Regions from separate parts of the Mus musculus genome. Here region 1 is linked to region 2. The links are chromatin contacts, called in public HiChIP or PLAC-seq maps. All regions are on one chromosome and are shown on one strand. Each heading gives the region's core, a stretch centred on a gene start, on an enhancer-like site or on the middle of the called end of the contact. The rest is flanking DNA. Distances are from core to core; before and after follow the strand shown.

Region 1 (3,928 bases), core at 501-3,000, 97 kb before region 2:
TAAGTACACTGTAGCTATCTTCAGGCGCACCAGAGGGCATCAGATCTCATTATGGGTGGTTGTGAGCCACCATGTGGTTGCTGGGATTTGAACTTAGAACCTTTGGAAGAGTAGTCGGGTGCTCTTACCCACTGAGCCATCTCACCAGCCCCCCCCCCCCCACTGTACTTCTTGCTCTGCACAGCTGGAGGTCAGACGCATTCAAGTGCTCCATGCAAGTGCTCCACACAAGTGCTCCATGCAAGAGCTCCACCTTCTCCTGTCACCCAAAGGCAATGGATCATCAATCAAGATAACTACTATGGCTAAGAAGATGGCTCAGCAGTAAGACAGGACTGCTTGCTGGGCCCCAGCTGAGGCAACAGAGACAAGCGGATTCCAGGAGCTCAACCACCAGACTGCCAACCAAGCCGAAGAGTCGGCAAGCTTCCAGTTAAATGAGGGACCCTGTCTCAGGGCAGAAAGGCAGAGGCAAAGAGCATGAAGACACCTGGTGTCCTCCTCCAGCCTACGAGTGTTCACACACGGGTATCCACACCCCCTCAAGAACATGCCACCACCACTCACACACACACACAAACACAGAGAGAAACTATTGAGAGAGATCCAAATTGTAAGAAAAACTGAAGCCCTGTGTTCCTTTAAAGGAAAACTCTGCCAGGAAGAACTAGTGGCAAAGAGCTCTCTGACTGAGAATCATGAAATGAGAAACTAATGCCTTATACCCCCCGCTCCTTTCCCAAGAGGAGAAGTAAGACTAGAACGTTGACCAGAGGGGCTAGCAGGGAAAGAGTCTGAGGAAGGAGGGCCGTGGCCAAGGCAGCTGCCGGCAGATGGCAGGCGTTTAGGCTTCCCTTTCCCACGCAGCAGCTCACAATGCCGGCCATCAGCTATCAACCCGGCCTCAGCCTCTGGACTCAAGCCTTCCTTTTTCCCCCCGAGGTGAGGTTTCTCTGTGTAGCCCTGGCTGTCTTGGAACTTGCTCTGTAGACCAGGCTGGCCTCCAACTTAAGAGATCCAACTGCCTCTGCCTCTAGAGTGCTGGTACTAAAGGCATGCGTCACCACACCCAGCTTAGGCCTAAGTCTTTTTGCAAGTCTCTCAACTCTTCGGTCTCTGTAGCTCTATGTCAGCAGCATCATGTGTGCAAATGAAGTGGTCTTCAGGATCTAGTGTAAATAGAGGGTAATCACAGAGAAACAGGGACCCTGAAGGCAACTGACGTAGCTGGGACATGGAACACACAAGACACAAGTCAACTCCACCTGAAGGAAGGCTCTGTGCTTCTCCTCACCCGTCAGGAGAACGCGTGGCTGCCTGACACACCGTGGCTCCTAGTGAGAGCACAAAGGTTAACACTCACGCTAAGGGTTCTGAAATATGTGCTCAAATTACAGAGCCACACTCACTTGTACAGGTAACTAGGTATTTGTGAAGTGACAGCGGTCTACGTCACAGGCAGGCAGTTGCAGACCCCCGTCATGAACCAGGACCTGGAGAAAAACGGACTCGACTCTTCCAACAAGTCCCAGTGGTGTCCCTAAGTGAGACTGACGGGGACCTGTGGACCCGAGGCACTCCCGGCGGGTCAGCAAACGATGCCTTTGAATTATGCTCAGCGCGCAGCTGCAGAGTGAGGAGGAAGCTTTTTAACAGTGAGTCAGAAGCCAAGCCAGCTACAAGCTTGGGCAGTGAAAGTCCACTGGGGTGGGAAGGCTGTGCTGAGTCAACACCAGCCTTCATTCCAGCAGTGTACCGTCACGCCGCCTATGCCCGGATGAAGCCGGTCACACCTACTTTCCAGGCCCACTTGGGGCTGCCCTGCTGCCCTTCACTCCCGACACGCCCTCTTTGTCAGGTGCCTTTCTCCATTCTTTTCAATGTGGTGGAAGCTGTTGTTACCATGGAAACAAGCCCGCAACCACCTCACTGTTGCACATCACGTCAGTGTCTGACCTCCTGCCTGAGGATGGTGCACGGCACTTGAATACTCCATGGGGCTGTGATCCCAGCCACATGCAGCGCTGTCCTGTGGGAGTCCTTCAGTGAAGAGAAGATCCTCTGCTGTCACGAGTAACCCTGCAATAGAGCCAGCTCCCCTGCTGCTGTGAACAAAAACATTCATTTTAAAAATTCCAGGGCTGGCACAGTCCAGAGCCTTGCCCAGCTGCACGCAGCCCTGGGTTCTGTCCCCAGTAGTGCCTCTCTCCCCAAATCATTAAAGTGAAAAGTGAGTGTACAGCAGGTGACGGAGTGAGAAATTATGGCCACTGCACTCTCTAGTTTCCAGGCCATCTCTTCCACAAGCTCTTGGATGTATCATATTTATGTACATCCTAGATTTAAGAGACAGGAAATCAGAATTAAAGAGTGAGGGCTGAGACAGGCGTGGAGGTACACACCTGTAAGCTTAAAACCTGGGAGCTGACGCAAGAGGACTGAGGCTTCAAAGCCAGTCTGGGCCACACAGTGAGTTCCAGGCCAGCCTAAACTCGGCCAAGGGACTGTCTCAAAAGGCAAACAAGTAGGTAAACAAGTAGCTAAAAGTGCTGCCAAACCTGACTGACTTCAGGTTCAATCCCTGAAACACACGGAAGGAAAAAAAAACCAACTCCCACAAGTTGTCCGCTGACCTCCACATGTGCCCTTCTTAAACACACATGCATGCATGCATGCACACATGGGGACACACACAGACAGACACACACAGAATGAATGCAAAAAAAAAAGCAACAAACCAAACCTCACCCCGGAAAGATAAGTGCCTGTTAGCAAGTGGCTGAAGAGGGTGGAGAATACTGGAATGCGGAGAGGTTAGCATGTTCTGGAAGTATCTGCTCTGTACGGACAGAGGTTGTCAAAGTGGGTTCCTCGGCAACCCCAGTCTGGTTTCTATTGCTGTGATAAACACCATGACCAAAACCACCCGAGAAGGTCACAGTCCATCACCAGGGGAAGTCAGAGCAGGAACCCAAGGCAGGAACCTGGAGGCAGGGACTGAAGCAGAGGCCATGGAGGGTGCTGCTTACTGACTTAGCTCCATGCCTCACTCGGCCTGCTTTCCTGTATAGCACAAGACCACCCGAGCAGGGTCGGCCCTATCCGGAGTGGGCTGAACCATCCCATATCAATCACTAATCAAGAAGTTGCACCCCACCGGGTGGTGGTGGCACATGCCTTTAATCCCAGCACTTGGGAGGCAGAAGCAGGTGGATTTCTAAATTCAAGGCCAGCCTGGTCTACAAAGTGAGTTCCAGGACAGCCAGAGATACACAGAGAAATCCTGTCTCAAACAAACAAACAATAAAGAAATTGCACCCCACGGCCTCGCCTACAGGCTAAGCTGATGCTGACATTTTCTCAACTGAGGTTGCTTCTTCCTAGATGACTTCAGTTGTGTCAAGCTGACAAAGCTCTCACGCCTGCGGCATCTGCTGGAGAAGGTAGGCAGACTTAGTAACAGAGACTGTCTACTGGGAGCAACTGAGCTTAGAAGTTAGGATGCTCTACCCTGAACGATCTCTCTTCTCAGGGGGTCCACACCTGAAGTCATCTCTGCCAGCCAACCAAAAGACAAGCTGAAAGGGGCCCAGAGGCACATGGGTCCCCTGAACACAAACTGATGGCTTTCTCAGTGTTGGCAAGATGGTTCGGTGGGTAAATGTGCCTGCTGCCAAGGCTGACTAATGACCTAAGTCTAACCCTTGGAACACACGTGGTGGAAGGAGAGAATGAAATCACACAAGTGTCCTCTGACCTCCAGAACTCTATGCATCTGCAACACAACCACGCCAAGCCAAACACACACAATAAGTAAACAAACATTTACAAACAAACAAACAAACAGCTGCCGGATTTAAAGGTGGAATGCTCAAGTCAGGAGCAGCAGGGGTGGCTTACAATGCATGATATACCCAACCTGAACACA
Region 2 (4,183 bases), core at 1,662-4,161:
TGAAAGCTGGCTCTGGGGTGAAGGCATTGTTTGTGGCCTGGTCAGAAGCAGAGGGAAGGAGGGAGCTCCGTCAGTGAGCTGGGCAAGGGAGAACGGGGTGGGGTAGGGTAGAGGGCTGGTGGGGGGGTGCGGGGCAACCCCCGAGAAGTCTGGGAAACTAGTTTAAAGCAGGGGTGGATGGGGAGGGGGGTAAGAAGATGCAGGATGACTTCATCTTGAACTAAACTGAGTGTGGTCTTACATGAAGAACCCACCCTGGCGCGGGGTCGGGTGGAGGTGGGGGATGGGGAGGATCAGAAGCTGAGAGGTGGCTGAGCTAAGCTACAGGGCCGGCCACTGCTGGGCTGTGTTCTCACGCCGGTGTCCCTCTGCCCGCAGTGATATTCTCAACAGCCCGAAGTTGGCACAGGAGCTTCAAGGTGTCGGGCTTGGGAGCCTCCTGCCCCCAAAGCAGATCAGATTGCTGGAGGCCATGTTCTTGTCCAATGAGGTGGTGAGTCCAAATGTTAGGGGTGGGGCCGGGGAGGGCCAGGTGGTGAGAGGAGGAAAGAGAAGAAACAGGACACTGGGCTCCCTGTCACATTTCTGAATGAACTTGGCAGACAGGCTTAGTGCTACTGTGACCGGTGTCTTTTCCCCTAGACCAGCGTGAAGCAGCTCATGGCCCGAGCTTTAGAGCTGGAGTCTCAGCGCTGGACCCAGGATGTGGCTCCCCAGAGCCTGGATGGCCACTGTCACAGTGAGCTGGCCATCGACATTCTCCAGGTACCACTAATGTCCCCCTCAGTCCCATGGTGCACAGGGACAGCCACAGCTTTGATGGGGATGGGAGGACCTCAGAGCTTCGGTCCTGTGATCCCGCATCCTCCCATGCTCGGCCCAGGCCCAGCCCAGAGCGGGGTGTTATGCTATGCTCACCCACTGCTCCCTGCAGATCATTTCACAAGGCCAGACTAAGGCTGAGAACATCACTTCGGACGTGGGGATGCAGATAAAGCAGTTGCTGCTGGTGGAGCTGGCTGCACTACTGAGGAGGTGGGTGTGTCTACAGCACCTGAGGAGCCCCTGGCCCTCCTTGCACTTAGGGTGGGGAATCCAAGCTAAGTCCGTCCTTCCCTTCCTTCGTCAAGTACAGCGCAGCGTCCTCTGCCCCTGTCCGAATCCAGGGAACTGCAGCTTCCAGTAGGGTGGACTCCACAGGGAGCTGGCACCTCCTGACCTCCTTCGTCAGCAAAGCCCCCTGGCAGAGCAGTTTGTAGCTTCAAAGAAGAGATGCCACCATGAGGAATGGAGGCTCCTGCCATCCCTTCCCATGACACCCTCAGAACTCACTTGGTTTCCTCCCCACTTCTGAGAGCGCCATTGGCCTACAAGGACACCCTTTGGCCTCCCAGCTGTAGAGAGGGACTGGGGAAGAGGAGGGACCTGGGAAAGGAATGCAGACCCCGGCAGTACTTTCTCACGCACCCTAGTGGGACCCTGGCTCCTCAGGTTTTGCAACTTGTAATATGATCATTGGGAGCTTATGGCCCCTTCCCAGCAACCCGCAGACCAAGGGAGTGGCTTGCACGGTCTCGGTCTCGGTGCTTGGACTGCAGCTGAAGGTGCCCCTTCTGGTTTTGTCAGCTACCAGCGCGCCTTTGATGAGTTTCTAGAGAAGAGCAAACTCCTGAGGAATTACAGAGTCAACATCATGGCCAACATCAACAACTGCCTGTTCTTCTGGTGAGAGTGCTGGGCAGATTTGCCTGATGGAAAGACAGGACAGATGGGAAGTGGAGCAACTCGGGGCGGGGGGGGGGGGGGGGGAGTTAAGGGTCACGAGGCTGTGAGGAAATGACTGGGCCTGGAGCAGCCACAGCAAAGGGGTGGGGTGCTGAAGGAGTCACCAGGATGCAATTGACTTATTTATTAGTTTAGCCTTATGATAAAACCGTGAAGCAGAACACAAGCTGAGGGTGGACAGCTGGAGATTTGCCAAGGGCAGGAGGGGATGTGCCTGGGGCATCCAGGGGAAGACTCAGACTGGATCCCGAAGGGAACAGGAAACTTGCTGAGCCTCCAGAGAGCAAAGACCTAATGTAGGATGCCTAGTCCAAGGACCGGTGCAGGACACCGCAGGCTGAGCAGGCTGTCACGACCTCCTCCTCTCACTCTCCAGGACTTCCGTGGAGCAGAAATGGCAGATATCTCATGATTCTCTGAACCGCCTGCTGGAGCCTTTGAAAGACCTCAAGGCCCATGGCTTCGACACCCTGCTCCAGAGCCTATTTTTGGACCTGAAGGTATCAGGAGCCCCATTCTCCCCTGCCTTCCTCTTAAAGTCTGGCACAGGAGGGGAGGCAGGGAAGGGGGTGTGGTAGAAGCTACACACACACACACACACACACACACACACACCACTGTGCCTCAGACCTGTGAGAGGCTCAGCTAGGGAGATGCGCTGTTCCTGGGGATATACAAGTGATGCCCCCCTGAAGTGCTCTCTGGCTGACCCACCTGACATCCTCACTTTGCCTTGGCCTGGGAGGGTCCCAGGGCTGGGAGCATCTGGGGAAGACCGAGCCCCTTCCACCCCATTCCTGGCTCCTAGTTCCTGGAGCTCAGGACCTTTGATAGCCAGATTCCATCTTGAGGGTGGGATTGGGGAGGTACTCAGAAAACACAGGAGAGCGTCCCTGCTCAGCCTCAGGAGTGGAGGTGCAAAGGGCAGCCAGTGGGTAAGGAAAGTTCACACATAGGGTGACCCTGGATGCCCTGGCACAGGGTGCAGCCCAGCCAAGCACAAGGCCTTGTTTATGCAGGAATTTATTTATTTAAGAAGGAGGCAGTGGAAAAGCCCTCAGGGCTGCAGACAGGCTCATTTTGGCTCTCCTGGGCCACAGCTGGGTGACCTTGGAAGAAGGGTACACTCAGACTGCCTCTGCTTCCGATCTGAGAGCAGGGACCTGAGAGCCAGCCAGCTCCTGGAAAGCCCTTGGGACCCTGCTGGTCATGAGTGTCTATGTGAGGGTGTCTGCGCTTAGCCGCCCTTCCTTTCTGGGTGTGACCAGACATCCTGCCTCTCGCCTGTCCCAGCCGCTGTTTAAGAAGTTCACACAGACCCGTTGGGCAAATCCAGTTGAGACCCTGGAGGAAATCATCACTACTGTGAGCAGCAGCCTGCCTGAATTCTCAGAGCTGCAGGACTGTTTCCGGGAGGTGAGGACTGGGGGATTGGAGAAGTCTGGACACCCACGCTGATTAGCAGTGTTTACACCCCACACCCACATGTGTTCACACATGTGCGCAGACATGCAGACACCCGTGCTCACACTTTTGCCTCTATGGACTGGCTGGGTTTCTGCCTTGGAAGCTTCGGTTCCGGGGAGGAGATGGCCATCTCCTAGGGGTAAGTGTCAGCCGGTGGCTCACTCCCTCTGTCATCTGCTTGCCCAGGAGCTCATGGAGACTGTGCACCTGCACCTAGTGAAAGAATACATCATCAGGCTCTGCAAACGGCGCCTGGTCCTCAAGACGGCCGAGCAGCAGCAGCAGCTGGCAAGGCACATCCTGGCCAACGCGGATGCCATTCAGGGGTTCTGCACTGAGAATGTGAGCACCACCCACCCGCCCCCACGCCCCGCCCCGAGAGCCCTGAACAACCCCACAGGGACTCTTCAAGTCTGGGTATCTACTGCTCTAAGTGTCTCCTAGTGTCCCTTGGGAAAAGGGACATCATCCTTCAAACAGCCCTCTTCCTTCAGGGCTCCACTGCAACCTGGCTGCACCGCGCCCTCCCTATGATTGCTGAGATCATTCGCCTGCAAGATTCCAGTGCCATTAAGATCGAGGTGGCCACATACGCCACTTGGTACCCTGACTTCAGGTAAGCACTAGAAGCTCCGAGGAAATGGTTTGCCAGGTCCCCACCATGACCCTGAGCATGCTGGGACTAGAGTCTCCTCATGACCCCCTCAACTGTTAAGGCTCCGCAGTTGAGGTGGGGTTATGATATCTGACCTACACCAGGTGCTGACTTCATGCCAGACACTGTGCTAGGAGCTCAAGCATTCAGCACTCTCAGAGCCCATGAAGGCTGGCACTGCTCATCGTTTGCAGCTGAGGCTTAGGGAGCTGAGGGAACGTGACCAAGTTAGTATAACTTGTCGTGACAAGGGCAGGTAGCATGTTCCCCCACTCA

What was found. HiChIP or PLAC-seq counts read pairs in DNA pulled down with a chosen protein or histone mark.
Region 1: a contact with region 2 is called in an HNF4G HiChIP or PLAC-seq map of pancreatic cancer cells. The contact joins two enhancer-like sites. A contact is called at or near these places in 4 of 484 Hi-C or Micro-C datasets (granulosa cells, nephron progenitors and palatal mesenchyme), 1 of 115 datasets of contacts at active chromatin or transcription factors (pancreatic cancer cells) and 2 of 9 other capture datasets (adipose tissue and pancreatic islet).

Annotation. Positions count from the first base shown.
Region 1 is chr12:111,351,856-111,355,783 of GRCm38.p6, forward strand. All of the region lies in intron 1 of Cdc42bpb (CDC42 binding protein kinase beta), which reads right to left. Among named protein-coding and RNA genes, the nearest start is that of Cdc42bpb, 24 kb to the right of the region's middle. Within about 2 kb of position 1,751, at least 158 of the 459 cell types and tissues checked have an H3K27ac peak or open chromatin away from gene starts, as enhancers often do. A contact at or near this core is called in adipose tissue and pancreatic cancer cells, where this site is marked.
Region 2 is chr12:111,447,605-111,451,787 of GRCm38.p6, forward strand. It overlaps Tnfaip2 (tumor necrosis factor, alpha-induced protein 2), which reads left to right. Exons shown (of 12, transcript NM_009396.2): 4 at 379-493; 5 at 643-765; 6 at 935-1,035; 7 at 1,627-1,725; 8 at 2,162-2,285; 9 at 3,079-3,201; 10 at 3,439-3,594; 11 at 3,747-3,868. Among named protein-coding and RNA genes, the nearest start is that of Tnfaip2, 7.0 kb to the left of the region's middle. Within about 2 kb of position 2,912, at least 57 of the 459 cell types and tissues checked have an H3K27ac peak or open chromatin away from gene starts, as enhancers often do. A contact at or near this core is called in adipose tissue and pancreatic cancer cells, where this site is marked.